Regions from separate parts of the Mus musculus genome. Here regions 2, 3, 4, 5 and 6 are each linked to region 1. A link is a contact called in public HiChIP or PLAC-seq, Micro-C and promoter capture Hi-C data. All regions are on one chromosome and are shown on one strand. The core of a region is the stretch at or near the end of the contact, and the rest is flanking DNA. Distances in the headings are between cores, read along the strand shown.

Evidence for each region. Promoter capture Hi-C pulls out the DNA fragments that hold promoters and counts their contacts. A called contact is a pair of places that touch in the nucleus more often than the background predicts. HiChIP or PLAC-seq counts read pairs in DNA pulled down with a chosen protein or histone mark.
Region 2: a contact with region 1 is called in an H3K4me3 HiChIP or PLAC-seq map of bone marrow-derived macrophages, with 3 times the contacts expected there. The contact joins the promoter of Shisal2a here to the promoter of Czib in region 1. A contact is called at or near these places in 3 of 39 promoter capture datasets (3T3-L1-derived adipocytes, embryonic stem cells and hematopoietic stem and progenitor cells) and 2 of 115 datasets of contacts at active chromatin or transcription factors (bone marrow-derived macrophages and embryonic stem cells).
Region 3: an H3K4me3 HiChIP or PLAC-seq map of bone marrow-derived macrophages shows a contact between it and region 1, with 5 times the contacts expected there. The contact joins the enhancer-like site here to the promoter of Czib in region 1. A contact is called at or near these places in 3 of 39 promoter capture datasets (cranial neural crest, neural stem cells and pre-B cells), 1 of 15 datasets of contacts at CTCF or cohesin (large pre-B cells), 9 of 484 Hi-C or Micro-C datasets (embryonic stem cells, group 2 innate lymphoid cells, liver and 3 more), 4 of 115 datasets of contacts at active chromatin or transcription factors (bone marrow-derived macrophages, effector CD8 T cells and embryonic stem cells) and 1 of 9 other capture datasets (liver).
Region 4: a contact with region 1 is called in a Micro-C map of embryonic stem cells, with 3 times the contacts expected there. The contact joins the promoter of Glis1 here to the promoter of Czib in region 1. A contact is called at or near these places in 2 of 39 promoter capture datasets (cranial neural crest and hippocampal neurons), 1 of 484 Hi-C or Micro-C datasets (embryonic stem cells), 1 of 115 datasets of contacts at active chromatin or transcription factors (embryonic hindbrain) and 1 of 9 other capture datasets (adipose tissue).
Region 5: a contact with region 1 is called in a promoter capture Hi-C map of cranial neural crest. The contact joins the enhancer-like site here to the promoter of Czib in region 1. A contact is called at or near these places in 7 of 39 promoter capture datasets (the 3T3-L1 cell line, cranial neural crest, embryonic stem cells and 4 more), 1 of 484 Hi-C or Micro-C datasets (the G1E-ER4 cell line), 5 of 115 datasets of contacts at active chromatin or transcription factors (embryonic stem cells, extraembryonic endoderm stem cells, neural tube and 1 more) and 2 of 9 other capture datasets (embryonic stem cells and pancreatic islet).
Region 6: a contact with region 1 is called in a promoter capture Hi-C map of second pharyngeal arch cranial neural crest. The contact joins the promoter of Echdc2 here to the promoter of Czib in region 1. A contact is called at or near these places in 14 of 39 promoter capture datasets (the 3T3-L1 cell line, the C10 cell line, cranial neural crest and 10 more), 4 of 484 Hi-C or Micro-C datasets (embryonic stem cells, forebrain and nephron progenitors), 8 of 115 datasets of contacts at active chromatin or transcription factors (the NIH/3T3 cell line, embryonic forebrain, embryonic stem cells and 2 more) and 5 of 9 other capture datasets (adipose tissue, embryonic stem cells, liver and 2 more).

The regions. Positions count from the first base shown.
Region 1 is chr4:107,888,138-107,891,403 of GRCm38.p6, forward strand. It overlaps Czib (CXXC motif containing zinc binding protein), which reads left to right and starts at 1,689. Exons shown (of 8, transcript NM_001347160.1): 1 at 1,689-1,759; 2 at 1,982-2,065. The coding sequence starts at 1,754.
Region 2 is chr4:108,381,945-108,385,210 of GRCm38.p6, forward strand. It overlaps Shisal2a (shisa like 2A), which reads right to left and starts at 1,711. Exons shown (of 3, transcript NM_001099303.2): 1 at 1,218-1,711. The coding sequence starts at 1,399. Gm32297 (a long non-coding RNA gene) reads left to right here and starts at 1,279. Exons shown (of 6, transcript XR_003955247.1): 1 at 1,279-1,439.
Region 3 is chr4:108,345,737-108,349,002 of GRCm38.p6, forward strand. It overlaps Gm46889 (a long non-coding RNA gene), which reads right to left. Exons shown (of 2, transcript XR_001784545.1): 2 at 1-21. Among named protein-coding and RNA genes, the nearest start is that of Gm46889, 3.8 kb to the right of the region's middle. Within about 2 kb of position 1,580, at least 99 of the 459 cell types and tissues checked have an H3K27ac peak or open chromatin away from gene starts, as enhancers often do. A contact at or near this core is called in bone marrow-derived macrophages, group 2 innate lymphoid cells, liver and 1 more, where this site is marked.
Region 4 is chr4:107,432,979-107,436,244 of GRCm38.p6, forward strand. It overlaps Glis1 (GLIS family zinc finger 1), which reads left to right and starts at 1,741. Exons shown (of 11, transcript NM_147221.2): 1 at 1,741-1,919; 2 at 2,662-2,959. The coding sequence starts at 2,704. It overlaps Gm46866 (Holliday junction resolvase MOC1, chloroplastic-like), which reads right to left and starts at 2,277. Exons shown (of 2, transcript XM_030253946.1): 1 at 1,302-2,277; 2 at 799-1,103. The coding sequence starts at 2,087. The coding sequence ends at 1,455.
Region 5 is chr4:108,194,972-108,198,237 of GRCm38.p6, forward strand. It overlaps Zyg11a (zyg-11 family member A, cell cycle regulator), which reads right to left. Exons shown (of 14, transcript NM_001167936.3): 5 at 1,173-1,349. Among named protein-coding and RNA genes, the nearest start is that of Zyg11a, 21 kb to the right of the region's middle. Within about 2 kb of position 1,665, at least 14 of the 459 cell types and tissues checked have an H3K27ac peak or open chromatin away from gene starts, as enhancers often do. A contact at or near this core is called in embryonic stem cells, where this site is marked.
Region 6 is chr4:108,163,955-108,167,220 of GRCm38.p6, forward strand. It overlaps Echdc2 (enoyl Coenzyme A hydratase domain containing 2), which reads left to right and starts at 1,483. Exons shown (of 10, transcript NM_026728.4): 1 at 1,483-1,707. The coding sequence starts at 1,575.

The DNA of each region.
Region 1 (3,266 bases), core at 439-2,938:
GAGGGCATCAGATCCCATTACAGATGGTTGTGAGCCACCATGTGGTTACTGGGAATTGAACTCATGACTTGTAGAAGAGCAGTCAGTGCTCTTAACCACTGAGCCATCTCTCCAGCCAATGGCTGGGCTTTTTAACATATCCTTTATTTCCGTATGAAGGAAAACTGTTCAATAGGTAGATTGGCAGGAACTTTCTCTTGCCATTACTTAAATTTCATGGCTTGCTGAAAATAGCTGATTAGATGGCATCAGAAGGAATGGGACTTGATAGGGTTCATTGGTCTGAAGGGACACGAGCCTAAATACATATCCTTAGAGACATTCCATTCTGAGACAAGGTCCCAAGCATCCTCAAGACTTTTCATACTCCGTTAGGGATATCATTAATATGTGACATGTCAGGATGCCAGACTTCTGAGACACTTAAAGACCAGTCTGGTGGTGTCCAACAGGCAGGGGGATGGCTCAGCGGTTAAGAGAACTTGCTGCTGTAGTAGATGACCTCATTTCTGTTCCTAACATCCATAGGGTGGCTCTATCAGTGTGTCACAGAGTGTTGCGGCCGGCTCACATGTCTGGGTTCTAGCCTGGGAGGCATCTTGGAATCTGGAAGAGAAGAGGGAGCTAGGCGGCGGGAGAGAGAATGGAACCAAGACAACTAGTCTGCTCAAGGTTCAATTTTACTATTCCCAGGCACTGGTTTATGAAGAAGGGGAAGGAACCCATTCCCGCCAAATCATCCTTGGAGTCCAGTTTCAGGTGACAACTTGATTAACTCCGGAACTGCTAGGCGGCAGGCAGTAGCAGTGGGAGTGGTAGAACGATAAGGTGGCAGGCTCCAACCCCCCCCCCCATGCTCTCTTCGTGCTATCAGTGAAACCTGTTCAGCCAGGTTTCAGGCTGAGGGGGGGGAGGGTACAAGAGGGTTATTTATGGTGCCCTCTTTTAGCCTTGGTGGGAGCTGCATGCATGTGGAGCACATACATACTACCTGCCAAAACCAAAATAAAATTTAAAAAGACTGGGCCATAAAAGTGGGAGCCAAGCATGGTGACACACGCCTTTAATCCCAGCATTCGAGAGGCAGAGGCAGGTGGATCTCTTTTGAGTTCGAGGCCAGCCAGGTCTACAAAGCGAGTCTAGGAGAGCCAGGGCTATAATTACACAGAGAAACCCTGTCTCTAAAAAATAAAAATGGGGCATGTTTTCGAATGTTGGTGCTCCCAGCTCCTGCAGTGTCGGTTAAATATATGACTAAGGTGGGGGAAAGTCAGCTCTGTTCAGGCATAGCTACCACGAGGACATGGACACAGGGCAACCCTGTGGGAAAAGTCGCAGCATCAAATCGTGTACATCCAGTGGGCAGTTTAGAGGGCGACTACCCATCATCTGGGAGGCTGCAGCGTAATCTGAGCCTCAGGACCACAGGTAGTGAGAAGTCGGATAGAGAACCGAGAGCCTAGAGAGGTCTGGCAGAGGTTTCCAGCCCGACTATCTTGCCTGCTCAGTGAAGGCACAGATTGAGAATCAGGAACCATCTCTGGCATTTGCGTTTACATCGGTTCCAGCAAACCTACCGAAAACAGCCGAGCCCGGCAGGTTAAGGAGGGACAAGCTAGAAAACGCCAGCCTACAGTACCACTCACTAACGCCCCGCTCCCCGCCCACCCGCACTGAGGCTGCGCGGCGACGCCGGCCTTTTACGACGGGTCGGAAAGCAGCTGTCGCAGCGACTTAACGTGGACCGGCAGCTATGGGGGTAAGGAGAGGCTAGTCGCCATTGGGGCATCCCGTCTGGTAGTAGCCCAGTGAGAGATGGGTCCGAGGCGGCGAGGGGCTCAGAGTGGCGAGCTCAGAGCAGGAGAGAATGGAAGGCGTGAGGCTCGGGTGGCGGGGCTTGAGTCGGGAGGGGCGGGGTGGGGCGTGGCACGCAGCTGAGCGGACGAGGCCTTGCACTCAGCGTGTCCCGCCCTCTTCTCAGAAAATCGCACTGCAGCTCAAAGCCACGCTGGAGAACGTCACGAACCTTCGGCCAGTGGGCGAGGACTTCCGGTGGTACCTGAAGGTGCGACGGAAGGCGGGTTCCTCTAGGGAAGGGAGGAGCATCCGGAGGCAGTGGGGCATCTTAGGGCTCAGGGCCCAGCCTTGATCACAGTGTTGAACTGGGAGCTTTTCTAAAAGTTCCACCGGGTCTGAGGTGCTTAACCAGGCATCTAAGTGAGATCTTCAGGATGGAATTTTAGATTTTATTTTTATTGATTAAACGTTAGTCTTATGTAATCTAGGCTGGCCTTGCGCTCTTTATGTAGCGAGGGATGACTTTGAACTCCTGATCTTCTTACTAGGATTACAGATGTTCGGCCTCCTCACACGGTGGAGTTTTGTGGTTTTATCCCTCTTCTGTTCTGGCGGGTATATCTGAATTTGGGGCCTCACGCTAGCACTCTCCTGATGTGAAATCCTTCCAGCTCTTAGTTTATAAACATACACGGAACAAAATATCATTTGAAGGGACCCTGTGCTTACTTAATATAGTGAATAAACCCACCTTGTTTTATTTGCTGGCTTTACTTATTGGGAAAGTTGGCCACCCTTTGACCTCACACAGTGCTAGTAAACTGGGTAGGTACCCTGCCCTAGAGGCCCAAACAGTGTGACACCCTTCATCGTCCCAGGCTGTGCTTTATTCTCCTAGTCTATCTCAGTGCCTCACATACCCAACCAAAGCCATAACTGATCACTCTTATTCCGCCACCCCCGCCCCAGCACTAGACAAGTGCAACACCATCGCACCCACAGCTCCTATTTCAAAATGTTTGGAGCAGGAGTTCCAGGGCCCATCTGAAGAACTTTGACTTGAAGAAACACAGAATAACAAAGGAGAGAGAAACAGAAACAAAATGACAACCCGTTAACCCCAGACTCAGGACCCCTAAGCACAGAACCAACCAGCAGAGTTGCTGGGGGCTTGAGACAACCTGGAGTCCCCAGCCAAATGGCACAGATTCTAGAGGAGGGCAGGGGTGCCAACATCAGAAACACCTTGTTCTTACTTGGAGATAAATCGGCTCATGTCCCTATTGGATGCTGTAAGAATCCCCTAGAAGATAGGATGGGTCTAGAGGCACTCACTTGTATCCCAGTACTTGGAAAGCAGAGGCAGGAAGATCTCAGGTTCAAACACATTTGGGCTACACAGTGAGAGTGCATCTAAGATAAATTAAGAGAAGGCAGTAGGCTATGAGCTGGCCTTACACCGTGCTTCC
Region 2 (3,266 bases), core at 461-2,960, 490 kb after region 1:
CGGAATTGCAGGTTGGACATCTTAGAAAAAGCCATTTTTGTAGTTGTAATTGGTGTATATCTAGTTGCTTTTGTCTCTTGTTTGGTGCTTACCTCTGCCTTAATCAGAAATGGAGACAATGATAGGTCATTTCCCTCTGGTAGATAAAGAGCCAGGAAGACCAGGAAAGCACACAGTCTTCTGCTCGTGTACTGTTAGGGACAAAAAACTCTCCATGGACCACCCCAGTTTTGCTGACACCTCTTACCCAGAGCAGGGGGAGGATCAGGCTCTACTTTCTGGATCCCTTTGGGGACTCAGAGGTATTAAGACCTACTGTCCTCCATCTCCATACTTAGGTTTCAGGATTGTCAGAGTTGGCCCAAGCAACCCAGTTTCTGAACGGCCAGGGAAAATGAAATATTTGCACCCAGACCCCACTATTAAAATGGTTGGAACTGGCCTCTGCTGTGGCATTATGCCACTGTGTCACACTGAACTTGCAGGAAGCCTTGACCCCCAGGTTTATGAGCATAGAGTACACCCCCAGGACTCAAGTATAAGTGTCCAGTAAAGAGAGTGAGAGGGAAGGGAAGGGCTGAGGCTGGGCTGAGATGGGGTTGGGTTGGAGCATCAGGTGAGGATGAAGGTTTGAGGTTGTGGTTTGGATGTAGGTCTAAAGCCAATTAAAGTCAAGTTGTGGGTAAACAGATGAGACGGTTTACAGGCAGGCTTGAGGAGGAGGCTGAGGCAGGTTAAGATTGCAGTAGTAATAGGGAATTCATAAAGCTGGGCTTGGGACTGTGCTGGTACCCGGAACAGCATCCAGAGCTCAGAGCCGCTGTGAGGACTAAGGGTAGAGTTAGGGATTCCTCTGTATGTCTGAAGATAGTATTTGCTGTTAGGGTGAAGGTTGGCTTGTGATTTGAGATTATGTTGAGAGTGATGGCAGAGTGAAGTTCAGAATAGGGACAGAATGAGTGCTTTGGGGGTAGTGCTGGTCAGGTTCAAGTGGGGCTCTAAATTATGGTTGGGGTCAGGATGAAGAAGGAGTTGAGATGGGGCTTTAAGGGTTTGATGTGGTACAAAGCAAGAGTAGGATCAGTGAGGAGTAAGGATGATTTGAGGGAAGGGCACTTAGATGAAGGTGGGGGCTTCCAAGAGGCTGGCTTGCGGGTGGGCTAGTGGGATAAGATGGGAGAAGGGGTTCAAGGTGAGGTTAGAGCCAGGGCCTGTACCTGAGCCACCACATGTAGTTGTGCTCGTAGGGGAAGAAGCTGTGCGGGTCGTCGCAGCAGTACTTGTGGTCGCGGAAGCCACAGCAGAAGACAGCAGCCGCTTCGCCCCCTGGCAGCGGGCAGCTGAAGCCGCGCACCACCTCCTGCTCAGCGCTCACGTAGCTCGAGCAGGCGCCGCTCATCGCGCCTCCTTGGCTCCCTGGACGGACGGACCGACAGCGGGTGAGCGAGAGACAACGGCCGGAGACCCCGCAGATCTTGAGAAAGAGCCCGAGGGCCAGGCAGGCAGGGAAGTGCGCAGGTAGAGGCGCTGCAGAGAAAGGCACGGCGAAAGGCGCGGAGGCGCGCGGTGAGGACGGGGCGCCCGGGGACCCGGTGGTCAGGTGCGCGGGCGCGGAGGCAGGGGTGCACGTGGGGACCCAGTCCAGGGTGGGGGCTGCCTCCTCGCCCCGGCTGCCGAGACACCACGCGACAGCCAGAGAGGCAAGGTGGATATTTGAGGCTCTCGCCTGAGCGAGGTACCACCGTGCGGGCCGCCAGGACCCTTCTCTGGGTAGTTGTGTGCTACGCAGAAGACAGGCAGAACGGGGTCCTCTGGGGTTGATGAATAATACTCCATTTAACTGGCAAAGCAACCTGAAGACCAGGGTTTTCATTGTATAGACGGCAGCTGAGAATCAGAGAGAGACAAGTCATTTCCCCAGGCTCCTTAGCTCATGGGATTTCAACCCTGTTGTCTGGCTGACTCTCAGCAAACCTCCTGTATTCCACATTGGCCTGGATGTCTTGATGACTGGCTTCCAACTCCCAAATGCTGGGATTTTGGGTGTGTGTCCACACCCTGCCCTCCAGTAATATTTTCAAAGTCTTGATTGCCTTTCTTTTCCTCTCCTGCTCTCTCTTTGACACACAATGTTCACACACACTCTTAGCACTCCCTGCTCTTGGCCAAAGACATTGAAGCAATTGTCTCAGGAATAAGCCTTTACCCCCACCTCAATTAGGGGTTGCCAACCTTCACAACTTGTTCCTAGACTACAAGGACAGTGTTCTCCTTCCTGTCTGAAGGTGCTTCCGAGCCTCAGTTTCTCCAGTGTACCCTGAGAGGGTGAACAAGGATCTTTGAGGATTTACCCAGTCCCTCCGAGCCTTAGCTCTGCATTTCCACAGAAGAGGATGGTAGGAGATAGTGTGGTGCATCCCTTTGCTGTGGCAGCTGTGTGTGGGATCATGGATCTGCAGGGGGCTGGGTATAAGCCTAACTGACCCCCTTCACGGCTTCTTTTCCCTTTGACCTGTAAGGCAGTTCAGTTCCACAGATGCCATTGTACACCACGCCTCTGACCTGAAGGTCAGATCCGGGCTGGCCCTTGAGAAACAGCTTGGTGGAGGAATCAACAGGGAGGGATCAATATAGGACCAGGATCATAGGCACAGAGGGGCTCTGTGTAAGGGAATAGCAAAGGTTTTAAGAGGGCAATGCTTTTAAAGGTCAGCCAAAACAATAAACAAAAAGGAGCCAGATCTGGTGGCATATGCCACTAGTCCAAACTATTCAGCAGGCTGAGGCAGGAGGATTGCTTCAGTCCAGGAGTTTAAAGCAAGCCTGGCAATACAGATCTCATCTCAAAAATGAGCAAAAACTTACCTTTGGCATGGATGATAGATAATGGTAGATAGATCATTTGCCTAGTATGCATGAGGGCCCTGGTTTTGTTACCAATACCTCAAACCAAGAAGAACTGTTAATATTCCCAGAAAACTCTTCTCTTGAGCTGTTATCACTGAAGACTGGCACTACTCTATTGAAGGCTCATTTTGACCTCTATTTACCAGAAGGGACAAAGGGGAGGAGCCCTTTGGGAAGGAGGGAGGCCTCTCTGAGGTGGACGACAATCCCCTAAATCCTTTCCAGTGAGGAATTAACTTCTTTCTCCTAGAAACCCAGAGGAAGGATCATGCCCTTGAGAGAAACCAGCACAATGTCACACGGCCATCAGGAGCGCTGCCATGCCTGCCTGCCTACCCAGGAGTTTCTTTAAACTCTTG
Region 3 (3,266 bases), core at 330-2,829, 460 kb after region 1:
GTCCTTGGGATGGTTAAGCAACTGCGAAGGCAGATTCTTTAGTTAGGTCATTGTTTCTTGCCCCATTGTTTTGTTAGCTTCTGTGGGAGTCTAGCCTTTAAAACCCGGCTGCCATCATTTAACTATCTGGGGAGCAAAGGAAGGGGCTTTCTGGGGAGGGGGGTTGATGGCATAGAGCAGCTGCAAGAGGTAGGCCTGGGGCGGGGGGGGGGGCTTGGGGCCCCTCTCTTTCCTCTGCTGCCTGAACACACTCCCTGAGAACAGCAGGCGCCCAGTGGAAGCTGTTCCCAGCTGTTGCCCCTCCTCTGGCCTGAGAAGTGCCAATTGTATTACATACAGTTTATGTATCAGTCCTCTGTACTGTTTAAATCGGAAAGACAGCCCTTTCCCCAACGTGTCTCCCACCCCCATGCCACTGTATTTGGCTCCTTCTTGTTCCTTGGGTTTCTGCATCAGGGATTTGCCTGTAGTCTGTGTGAGCTACCACCAAAAGGTGGCCAGTACACACATGCTAACTGTGGGGGTGGATGTGTTTGATAACTACTAACAGACATTGTATACCTTGAATATATACACTTCCATTGGTAAGTTTATTAGGAATGAAATGAGAAAGAAACAACAGAAGTACCCAGGTTGCCTATACTGGATTTTCTCCTGGAACCCCTTCCGTCTCTGGCCTCCTGGTCTGGAAGGCTGCATGTTCCTCCAGGCTGCAGTGATGCAGTGGCCCCTGTGTCTACACATAGCCGTCACCCATCAGAACATCCATGACACTTGCCATCCTCTGCAGACCAGGTTGGCCTCAAATTCTGATAAGAGATCTGCCTGCCTCTGCCTCCCAAATTGTAGGATTAAAGGCATGTACCACCACCACCTGTCTGATAAAACATCTTTAATAAGGCAATATAAAAGAAAGCATTTGGTTGGGACCCAGTTCCTGGTAACACACCTTCTCCAATAGGGCTACACCTTTTACTTCTTCCCAAATAGCCAACTGGAGACCAAGATTTAGCTATATGAACCTATTGGGGCCTCTTCATTCAAACATCCACAGCTGTCGGCTCAGCTTGCTACATTGCCAAGGCTAGCCCTGAATTAGTGGAATCCTTACAGTACTAGGATTACACACCACCAGCTATGTAACAAGATCCTTGAGAACTACCAAGGGCACCAGGAAGCGGTTACCCATGCCTTTAATCCCAGCGGATCTCTGTGAGTCTGAAGCCAGCCTGGTCTACAGAGACGGTTCAGGACAGACAGGGCTACACACAGAATCCCTGTTTTGAAAAACCAAAAGAGAAAGAAAGGAAGGACTGAGCTGGGCAATGTGGCACGTGCCTTTAATCCCAGCACTCGGGAGGCAGAGGCAGGCAGATTTCTGAGTTCGAGGCCAGCCTGGTCTACAAAGTGAGTTCCAGGACAGCCAGGGCTATACAGAGAAACCCTGTCTCGAAAAACCAAAACCAAAACCAAAACCAAAAAAAAAAAAAAAGGAAGAACTGCCAAGAGGGAGTGAACCTAGAAGGATGACTCACGGGTAAAGCGCTTATTGTGCAAACATGTGGAACAGAGGTCAGATCCTCAGAACCAAGAAAGCCAGGTGGGTGTGGTCATCGTCCTACAATCCCACAACTGGGGTGATGGAGGCAAGGGATCCCCAGAACAGGCAGAACTAGTTAGACTGGTCCACATCAGCCATCTCTGGATACAGGTGAGAGACCCTGCCCAATAAGTAAGGTGGAGAGTGGTCAAGGGAGATACTTGCTGTCAGACTCTGGGCTCCACTTGCATGCACGGGTAAACATGAAGGCCCACGGATACCTGTCTCACAAACATATCAACATGCAAAAGACTTACCTCATCCCCGACTCCACAATGACCTAAAACTCTCCCTTAAGGGCCCTCCTCCCAGAGGTTCTGCCACCTCCCCACAGCAGGGCTCTGGGAACAAAGCTTGTCCATCCGTGAAGGGACAGGTGAGCCTCAGGCAAGCACAGCCTTGCCCTCCGCTCCTCCTTACTCCCTCAGCCAGCACTGCGGCTGGATGCTGGGGACACAGAGCCCCTGACAGCATTTGTCACTTAGGAGCTCATGGTCCCCATCATGACTGACCACTGTCTGAGTACAAACTGTTCTAGTCCTCTCCACAACCCTACAAGGAAACGTTTATTCTCTCCATTTTTCAGACAGAGAGACCAAGTCTCGGCCAATGTAGCTAGTAGGAACACAACAGACCCTGTGGACAGCAACTGGGATTAAGACTTGGTCCTGAGCCGGGCGTGGTGGCGCACGCCTTTAATCCCAGCACTAGGGAGGCAGAGGCAGGCAGATTTCTGAGTTCGAGGCCAGCCTGGTCTATAAAGTGAGTTCCAGGACAGCCAGGGCTATACAGAGAAACCCTGTCTCGAAAAAAAAAAAAAAGACTTGGTTCTGCCTGCAGCCTTCCATTCAGATGCTGGAAACCAAGCAGCACACATACGGTATCTTGAGGCTTGAGTAGATTCTGGGGAACAGGAGTTAGAAGCTAAGGCCAGCTGCAGTGGGACATGGTGTCCCCACAGCTCCCTCTGTGCTCCAGAGTCCTCTTGGCTTGGCTACACGGATGGCCCAGGAGAACATGCCTAAGCTGGCTATTCTGCTCACCTTTAGCAAACTGCCCCTGGGCCAGGGTTCCCTGAGGGAACCTGAACCAAGCTGGGTTCCATTACTCCAGGAATAGCAGCTGACACTGCTCCCCACCCACCGATGGCTTCTGACCAGGTTCCCCGAGGCCCCAGCAGTCTCCAGAAGCCAGTGGCAGCAAGCTGTGATCAGGAAGCTGCTGTGGGGTAGGTAGGAATAGTGACCTTAATTGCCTTCTGTGTACAGGGGCCTCCTGGAAGAGAGTGCCTGGGAGGAAGGCTGGGGCCTGTTTTGCAGATGAGGAAATGGGATGGGGGTGGGGACTCAGATATAGTTTGCCCAAGGTCACGGTGAGTGCGTGGTAGGCCTGGAGTTGAGCTTAGACTGGCCCTGCTGTGACCCTGATTCTGTGAGAAGGAAGGAGTACTCTTAGGACCTCAGAAGGGTCCTGGCATGGCAGACAATTTCCCAGGCCTCAGAGTTGGTGCCTCAGGGGAATGTGGCCCAGAATCCTATAAACAGCAGGGATGAGGGACTGCGTATTTATAACCCTAGCCCTCCAGTTGCTACAGATTCAAGGCCTATAGAATGAGTTCCAGGCCATCTGGGGCTACAAACTTAAGACCCTGTTTCAGAATAACAAA
Region 4 (3,266 bases), core at 491-2,990, 460 kb before region 1:
GCAGAGCGCTCAGCTCCTGGCCTTACAGACGGGCATAATAGCAAAGCTAGACCTTCCAGCTTTCTTGCTTCTTTGACGCATGAGGCAGAAACTAAGTAGGGCTATTTGTCTAAAGCCACAGACCTGTTGGCCAGAGCCAGGGTCCACACTTTAGAATTGAGGGTGGGGTGGGAGGGGGAGGTTCAAGTTCTGGGCGGGCAGTTGGTCAGTTTCCTCCTTTCTACTCATATCCACTCTGCCCTAAAGTGACAGTCCTCAATGACAAGTCTCCAGAAAGAGGCAAGGCCTCTGAGATGCCCATAACAGCTCATCGCCTGCACAGGTCGGCTGACACCTGCTCTTGGTAATAATGGGAGGAAGACACTGGCGTGGGAGTCGGAAGCCTGCGCTGCCACACCCTACCTACCTTGTTGCTTCTGGCCATGAATGTGGGGGTGGTGTTAAGTAAAATGTCAAGGTACTTCCAATTCCTTCTGCTGTTTCTAAGTCTCCAAACAAATAAGGTATAGGAAATTAAATCTTTTTTTAAAAAACTTTTTTTTTTCTTCCGAGACAGGGTTTCTCTGTATAGCCCTGGCTGTCCTGGAACTCACTTTGTAGACCAGGCTGGCCTCGAACTCAGAAATCCGCCTGCTGGGATTAAAGGCGTGTGCCAGCATGCCTGGCAAATCTTAACTTTTTGTGACTGGAAAAAAAAAATCTTTGTTTTGTTAAGATGCTGGGAAACTGCTTGGGTTGTCTTCCTGTGTGGAACCCCAGTCTGTGAACCAGGCCGGTTGCAGAAACACACTTCCACAGTTTAAGACTAAGGTCCTCTATTCTCAAACATTTTGTGCATAGTGGGAGATGTTGACAGCATGCAGAGACATTTTGGGGCTACCCTAGATCCTTCAGTAGACCCCAGAAAATCGGTCAGAGACATGAACGAACACCCCATTTTGCACGCTTCAGGGATGGGGGCTGACCCATTGCTTCTAGTCACTATGAAGCCTCATCAAGGGCTCTTCCTACAGTTGAGACCCTGCTGCCTGGAGCGCGGAGGACATGGCAAGGAATGGGTACAGGAGAACGCGGAGCTCCTCTCTCGTCTGGATGAACCCTTTCTAGAAAACAACACGAAAGTAAAGTGAGAAAGTGGGCTGAGGCCTGGGTTCAGATGACAAAGGCCAGCTTTGCTATGACTTGCAGTGAAATCTGTGCCACTTGAAGTGAGCTGGTTAGAGTCTGCAAAACCAAAACAACTTGTCAAGCACTTCTGTATTTGTTACCTCCGCTTAGCAGGTACCGCCATTCCCATTTACCCGGGAGAAAACGCGACCCGGGGAGGAGCAGAATCCCGCCGGGGAGCAGAGGAAGCCGGGTTGTGCTGGCTCTGCCTTCGGCTGGCCTCCTCCTCTGGCAGCCGCAGAGTCCGGCGGCGTCCCGGCAGCCGGCGTGCAGGGCTCCGGCCGCTGTCAAAACCTCAGCCTGGGCGCGCGCCGCCCCGCCCAGGCCCCCAGGCGAGCGGCACGCCCTCGAGCCGCCATTGGCTTGGTCCGGCAGCCCCCAAGAGTCGCGGCCCGAGCGGCTGTGGGCAGCAGCGGGCCGCCCCGCCCCCGGGGTGTCGCCCCGTAGGACGCGGCGGCCGTGGCGGTGGCGGCGGCGGCTGCGGGGGCTGCGGCGCCAGAGGAGGCGCGCCGTGCTGTGTGCCCCGCGAGCCGCTGCGCCCGCGGCGAGGTGAGAAGGGGCGCGGCCGGCGCCGGGGACCCAGTGGCGTCCGAATCCGGGAGCTCTGGGGTGGCGCGGGGCTCGCCGAGGGGCGAGGCGAATTTGGGGGCCCTGAGGCCTCGCTCTCGCGGGAATGATGCTGGAAATGATGCTGAGGCTCCGGCGTGAGACTTGCGGCTGCCGGCGGAGCGGAGTGTGAGCCGGTGAATGGGGTGTGTGGCATGGCTGGTCTCGGAGGGCGCATCGACGGGTCGCGAGTGTGCGTGCGAGCCGGCGTGCGTGGGCGACTCTGGCTGTGCGGGCTCCCGGGCGCCGGGGCTCCTGGATTTACGGCTCTCGAGTGCGCTTTGTGGGCTCGCGCAGTGGGCGTGCGCGCTCATCCTCAGCCCGGTGTCTGGCTAGTGGCGGGGCTCGCGGAAATTCTGCGTCTGCACCCGGCGGCGGTGCGTGTTCAGTGCCTGGGCTCTGCTCAGCCCGCCCCGGGGCACCTAGAGGTGCGCAGCCAGGGACCCATCTGAGTCTTTCCCTGCTCCCCTGTGACCCTGCTCTGGGAGTCAGGCTGCTGCCCTCTCCCTGTCCCTTTAGGGAATTCCGGACAGGAACTCCCATCCCATCCTAGTTTACTGCCCTCTCCCTGTCCCTTTAGGGAACTCCCATCCTATCCTTGGTCTTAGTTTTGCCATTCGTCTGAAGAGGGCTGACCCTGGGTGGAAGCGGATTAGGGTGGGAGGGCGCAGGGGATTCTCCGGAACGTGCGGGCCTAGGGCGACGGCAGCGAAAGCGGGACGACCACGGTGCGCGGGGTCAGGTGGCTCAGGGAATGGGGTCGGTGTGGTGACGCTAACTTTTTTTTTTTTTTTGAGATCAGGACTAAATAGAACGTGACTGCCCAAACTGTGATCTAGGGATGGAGTTTCCCGCTTTCTAAAGCTCGGTGCTTTCTTCCCTCCGCAGGAGCCTGGCGCGACCCCCAGCCGTGCGCCCCGCCCCGGCGCCATGCATTGCGAGGTGGCCGAGGCACTTTCGGACAAGAGGCCAAAGGAGGCCCCTGGTGCTCCTGGCCAGGGCCGCGGGCCTGTCAGCCTGGGAGCGCACATGGCCTTCAGGATTGCTGTGAGTGGTGGCGGCTGCGGGGACGGGAACCCGCTAGACCTGCTGCCTCGGCTACCGGTGCCACCACCACGTGCCCACGATCTCCTTCGGCCCCGGAGCCCTCGAGACTATGGTGTGTCCAAGACCGGCAGCGGGAAGGGTGAGTTCCACCGCACCAGTGTGCTGACCGCGGGCATGCTGAGGTCAGGTCTGTGGTACCGGTGTCTCTGCCACCGGCTCTGTAGGGATTCTAGAACTTCATGGAACTTCCTTAAGAGTTCCTTAATGTCTCAGTATCTCTGTAGTTGATTGGGACTCGCCTGTCAGTCTGAACTGATGCCTGGAAGCATCCAATTTAAACCAAATAGGCATGTTTGAGAAGGAGATGTGTATGTAGAAAGCTTACATTACATAATTTTGCTTCTATATGTTTCTGATGAAAGTCGTGTGAAATGTCAAAATTTTAT
Region 5 (3,266 bases), core at 415-2,914, 310 kb after region 1:
GTACAACTTTAATCCTAGCACTCAGAAAGCAGAAGCAGGTAGATCTCTGTGAGTTGAAGGGCAGCAGAGCCTATAGAGGAAGCGTTCTAGGACAGCCAGAGTTATACAGAGAAAGAAACCCTAACTAAGACAAACCACATGCATGCCAGGTGAGTGCTCCCCTTGGCTACATTCTCAGCCCAAGAACCTTTAACACTGATGGATGCTGGAGCTGGAAACCAGGGCCTTGGCCTTACATATGCTAGGCAAGTCCTCTTTCACTGAGCTATGTATGGTCCCATACCCGAAAAAGAAAATTAACCGCCTCTGCTGTTAATAACCTAAAATATCTTTGATTACTAAGGAAAAAAGTATTTTCTGCTACACATTTCATGGGCTTGATTAGTTTATTACATTTATGTAGATAGGGAGAGAAAAAGAATGTGTATGCACATGTGTGTGTGTGTCAGAGAGGGGGAGGGAGAAGAGGTATGAGAGCATGTGTGTGTGTGTGTGTGTCTCTCTCTCTCTCTCTCTCTCTCTCTCACACACACACACACACACACACACACACACACACACACACACACACACGCAGGGGCCAGGAAGCAACTTATGCAAGGTTTCTCCTTTCACCATGTGAATCTCAAGGATCGAATCCTTAAGGTTTGGCGCTTTTACCTCCTAAGCCATCTCATTGGCCCCAACTCAACTTTCTTTCTCCCCCTGGGGTTTCTGTTTGTTAGAGTGAGGGTCTCCTGTAGCCCTAGCTGACCTTGACCTGAACATCTGAACCTACAGCTCCCACCTCCCAAGTGCTGGGATTACAGGTGAGCACCACCACACCTCGCCTGATGTGCTAATAGATTTGTCTTAGCAAATGGTTTTGTCTTTATTTTTGTATTTTTGGTTCTCTGAGACAGGGTTTCTCTGTGTTGCCCAGGCTGTCCTGGAACTCACTCTGTAGACCAGGCTGGCCTCAAACTCAGAAGTCTGCCTGCCTCTGTCTCTCAAGTATTGGGATTAAAGGCGTGCGCCACCAAGCCTTTTGAGCTTGATTTCTTATCCATATTTCCTACTTCTTTCTATAACATTAAGCCCTATTTTATCCTTAAAAACAGCAACTCAATAATACATATTTTCATAAATGTGTTTTAAGGTTAAAAATCAGTCAAGTATTTAGTTCAAATTACCTGTTGGTAGTAGGGGAAATTTTTCGTTGCTTTGAAAAGTAGATCGGTGATCTCTGCCAACAGACGAACAGGCATTCCCCTGGCCAGTTCCTGGCGTGTTAGGTTGAGAGCGCAAGCACTGGCTGTGAACTGCACTGGCAGATCCAATGGATGATTCCTCATTCCTATAGCCACAAGCTGAAGATAAACTTGTTTTTAGTGGGATTCAACTCTAGGGCCTTAGTCGCTCAGAGGCGCAGGGACTGAGCAGCCAGTGCCCATGGGAAAAGCCGGCAATGGCTTGGAGCCAGAACAGATGGCGGCTCACTGCAGCTAGGAGCCACCTTCCCAGAGTGGGTGAAGGTCAGACAATAGGCTAGCCCAGCATGGTGGGGCATGAGGGCCTGCATCTACGCTGGTGCTTGTGGGTGAAAGCCGCAACAGGCAAGAGTTGGGTGGAGAGAGGGACTGAGCAGAGACAGGGCCAGGAGCCATCAGGCAGTACAACTTGCTAGCTGAGCAGCAGAGAGACCTGGCAGAGTCCAATTACAGACACATGGAACTCCACAGTGAGGGTGGGAGGAGGGGAGAAAAGTCAACAAACTTGGGAAGATACTTAGGAAGTCCTTAAGGAGAGAGTTAGAGATTGAAAAGAAAAATATTTTCTATGCTAAAAAATGGAAAATGCAATGACACAATGCATCTGGATCCCATATGCTTTTGTTCCACTTATCAACATACAAATAATTTTTGTTTTCAGTAACAATTACAATTTTATGTCCCTTTTAAAGAGAGATCAGGAGAAAGAAGACTTAGATAAGGAAATGACTAAAAAAATTCTAGCTAAGTTATGAACAATAGAACAAAATTTAGACAATCCTATGAATCATAAAGAAATTTCAGAGGAATCTAACCCAAAACCTAAAGGGCCACCTTATGATGAAAGAACAGAATGGCAGCCTATTAAATTCCTAGTTAAAAAGACTTATGCTGAGTTAAGAATACAGATTATGTTTAATGAAGCCACCTGAGAACAATATCACAGAATGTGTTTCATTTTATAGAATCTGAAAATTTTAAATATGTACATGTGTTAATACACCATACGGGTGATGCAGAATTCCAAGGGGCTGCTCTGCCTTGAATTCTGAAAGGAATGATTCTGAGATTTCACACTTATTAGAGATGGTGGCTCTCTTGGAGATGCCTTTAGAGATTGAAGCTGATGATACTTCAACATATGTATCAATTAGAATATGAGATTATGGGGCTGGAGAGATGGCTCAGTGGTTAAGAGCACTGACTCTTCTTCCTGAGGTCCTGAGTTCAATTCCCAGCAACTACATGGTGACTCACAACCATCTGTACTGGAATCCAATGCCCTCTTCTGGTGTGTCTGAAGACAGCTACAGTGTACGCATATACATAAAATAAATAAAATCTTTTAAAAAAAGAATATAAGATTATTTTAAGCATTGTGGCATTAAATACATTACTGGCATATCTCACAAACCTACAGGACAAGCAGTTGTACAGAGAGATCTAACACAACCGTAAAGGAAATGCTCATAGACCAGAAGGGGTTAAGGAATCTCGCAGAGACAGACTAATGCTTTACTGACTTTAAATTTTTTATATGCCAATGAGAAAGGCAGCACAGATGCTGAAATAGAAAGGAGGGATGAATTAAATCAGTTTTTATATGTGAAAACCTTAGAATGGAAGGCAGGAGATGTGTTGAGTTGTGGAAGAGGTTTCTTGCCTTTGTTTCAACAGGAGAAGAAAAGCTACAGATTCCATCAAAATTAATAAAGATTAAGTTAGACAGGGAAGGCTTCCTAAAAATCTTGGCAGCAGACATGAAGGGGAAGAAACCAAGAACAACAAGACAGAGCAGAAGGACCAGACACCAAAGAAGACAAGGAGCCCAGGTGATCCTTCCTCACAGAGGGCCTCAAGTGCAAGTCCCACAAAAGTCTCAATCCAGAAAAATGTCTATGTGGCCAGCCAGATCGTCCAGCGTTAGGAACTGTTCCAGGCAGGACGTCAGGTGAGCCCTGCACTCACTTCCTCATCACACAGAGACTGCACAACAAACTATACAGCTAGCTGAAC
Region 6 (3,266 bases), core at 233-2,732, 280 kb after region 1:
CTTTTCTGATGTCTGCCCTTAGAACCTCCCTAACCTCCACTTCTGCAAGGCACACATTGTTGGCACTAAGAACTGCCAGTCCTTCTGACTAGCACTAGAAACAAACTCATCGAATTTGAATGTGAATTGGGTCTAGAGCTTGTAACTCTTGCACGTACCCTTAATCGATATCCAGCTCCCACGTGATGGCTCACAAATGTCTGTAACTCCAGTTTCAGATGACACCTCTATGGCTCTGTGGGCTCCAGGCTAACTTGTGGTACACATGCACACATAGGCAAAGCACTCATGCACAAAAAATACAAATAATTTTTTTAGATTAAAAGACTTTAAAAAATTGAGTCAGGGTCTGATTAAATAACCCTGGCTGCCTTTAAGTCACAGCAATCTGCCTGTCTTTCCAGTTAAAAAAGCAAAGACTGTCTGCCCTCTCTCTGTCACTGGAAACCAGGCACACAAGTGGTACACAGGCAAACCCTTCACACAACATAAAGATAGACAAAGTCATCTTGTCTGATATTCACATAGCCATTCCTGGTCTGCAAGAATTCTCTCTCTCCTCTGACTCTGTCTCTGTCTCTCTCTGTCTGTCTCTCTCTCTGTCTCTGTCCTCTCTCTCTGTCTCTCTCTCTCTCTCTGTGTGTCTCTCTCTGTGTCTCTCTCTGCCTCTCTCTCTCTCTCTCTCTCTGACAGCGTCTCAGTGGAGCTCCCTGGCTGACCCAAAAATCAATATGTAGACTAGGCTAGCTTTGAACACAGAAATCTGCCCGAGATCTGGGATTAAAGTCATAGCACCCAGCTTCTTCTTCAGTTTGCTAAACGTGGGATTCTTGACAAACAGGGTTTTGGGTCTTTTTGTTTTTTGTTTTTCCTTTTAGCAGTTTGAAAATAGATTGTATAGTTTGCTGTGTTATTTCGTTTTGTCTGCCACAGGGTGGTCTTCAGATCACTGCGTAGCTACGAATGATCTCTGGCTGTTTGTGGTTCTGTTTGACGGAGACACTCTTCTCCCGCTGCTCCTACACATACGAAAATCAGTGGCTTGAGTTTTACTATTAGATGGCCTGACAAAGCACCCATATCTTGACTGTTCACCCCAGATGCTTGGTTGATTTACCCTGGATTGCCCTTCTTTCCTCTGCAAAGGAAGGCTAGGTGGCCGGTGGAGGACAGAAACTGGCAGTTCATAACTGTGAGCCAAAGTTCTTAGTTAAACTGGGAGGGGCCAGACGCGATCTTACAGCCTCTAGGACAGCAGACCTTGTCAGTGGGTGCAGACCACCCCACAGTGACTGATGAAATGACATGATCTGAGGGTACACGTGAAGAAAGTGCACACAACACATTCAGTTTTGGACACCACCTTCCTAGCCGTGCATTCGGATTAAATCTGCAGCATTCCCAGATTTCACGAAGGAGCTGAACTTGGGGTCTGCAGGCTCGCGGACCGCCGCACCTTTCTCTCCGCCCGTAGGTGGAGCCCTTGGCGAGGCCTCGCCCGCCCCGGAACTACGATTTTCCAGCTCTGCCGAGGAGGTCCCGTTCTCCGCGCCACCTTGCCGGCCTGCTCCCCGATGCTACGCGTACTGCCCCGCGCGCTGCGCCTCCCGTGCTCCTGGAGGTTCTCGGGGGCCCGGGACTGCGCCTCTCACGCGACGACCAGGACACCCGAAATCCAAGTGCAGGCTCTGACAGGTCCCAACCAAGGTAAAGTTGTGTGCTGAGACCCAACACATGGGAAGACTGAGGCGGGAGAGCAGGAGGATTGGATCTCAGGGCTCCCAGGGTAGAAGGGGAGCTCCCCAAACTCTCTAGAGGCCCGGGGAGGTGTGGAGCCGAGAGGAGAGCTGGGAGCAGGGCTGTGCGCCAGGAGATCAGGACAACAGTGCTAGCCAGGACTTTTCCCTCTAGAGCCTTGGCAATGATCGGGGACGGGGGTGGGGGGTGGGGGTGGCGGCGGAGCAAATCTGGCTGGACCTGAGGGGACAACCAGAGAGGGAGGGACGGTCCACAGGGTCCACGGACACACAGGGAAACTTCACAACCATCGGCGGCAGCAAGGTCTTTTATTGTACAAAAATACGCTGTGAAGCGTGGGTATGTTTGTTTGGACCTCAGGTGCGTTAGCTGGGTGCGGATCCTTCTCCAATGTAACCTCATCCCATCTCCGTTCCCATGTTGGATATTGTATTGTTCCTGTCTCTTCCTGTTCTTCTGTTTTATTTGTCTCCCCCTCCCCAAAAACAAAAACAAAAACAAAAACAAAAAACAAAACAGGGTTTCTCTGTGTAACAGCCCTGGCTGTCCTGGGGTTCACTCTGTAGACCAGGCTGGCCCTGAACTTCAGAGATTCACTTGCCTCTGCCTCCCAAGTACTGGGATTAGTGGTGTGTGTCACCACTGTCCCGCTTATTTACTTTTTTTTTTTTTTAAGAGTTATTTATTTATTTATTTATTTATTTTGAGACAGGGTTTCTCTGTGTAGCCCTGGCTGTCCTGGAACTCACTCTGTAGACCAGGCTGGCCTCGAACACAGAAATTCGCCTGCCTCTGACTCCCAAGTCCAAGTGCTAGGATTAAAGGCATACGCCACCACGACTGGCTTATTTATTTATTTCATGTATGTCGGTACACTGTCTCTTGTTTTCAGACCCACCAGAAGAGGGCATCGGATCCTATTACAGATGGTTGTGACCCACCATGTGGTTGCTGGGAAATGAACTCAGGACCTCTGGAAGAGCAGTCAGTGCTCTTAACCTCTGAGCCATCTCTCCAGCCCCTTATTTACTATTTTTATTACTGAATGTGAGTGGTTACATTTGCCACTGGGCACATTTTTTAAAAGGTCATTTCTTATCTCCTTTGCTGGCCTCTCTGTCTGTGCATCACATGAGTGCCTGTGGAGGCTGGAAGAGGTGTTCTTACCCCAGAACTGGAGTGACAGAGGGTTGTGAACGGCCATATGAGATCTGGGACTTGAACCCAGATTCTCTGGAAGAGCAGCCTGTGTTCTTATCTGTGGAGCCATCTTTCCAGCCTCCACTTGGAGGTCTTGCTGGCCTCTCGAATCAATTTTCACTTGCACAGATGGCATTGCACTGGGCTTTTTATAGCATCTCTTCAAGGCCTGCACCAAATTTCAAAGAGCTGTTTTTCTGAATAAATCTAAACCACCACCTTCCTGCTGATGGATACATCACCCTCTGTGGTGCACATCGGGTTTTTTTTTTTTTTTTTCTGGTTTTTCGAGACAGGGTTTCTCTGTA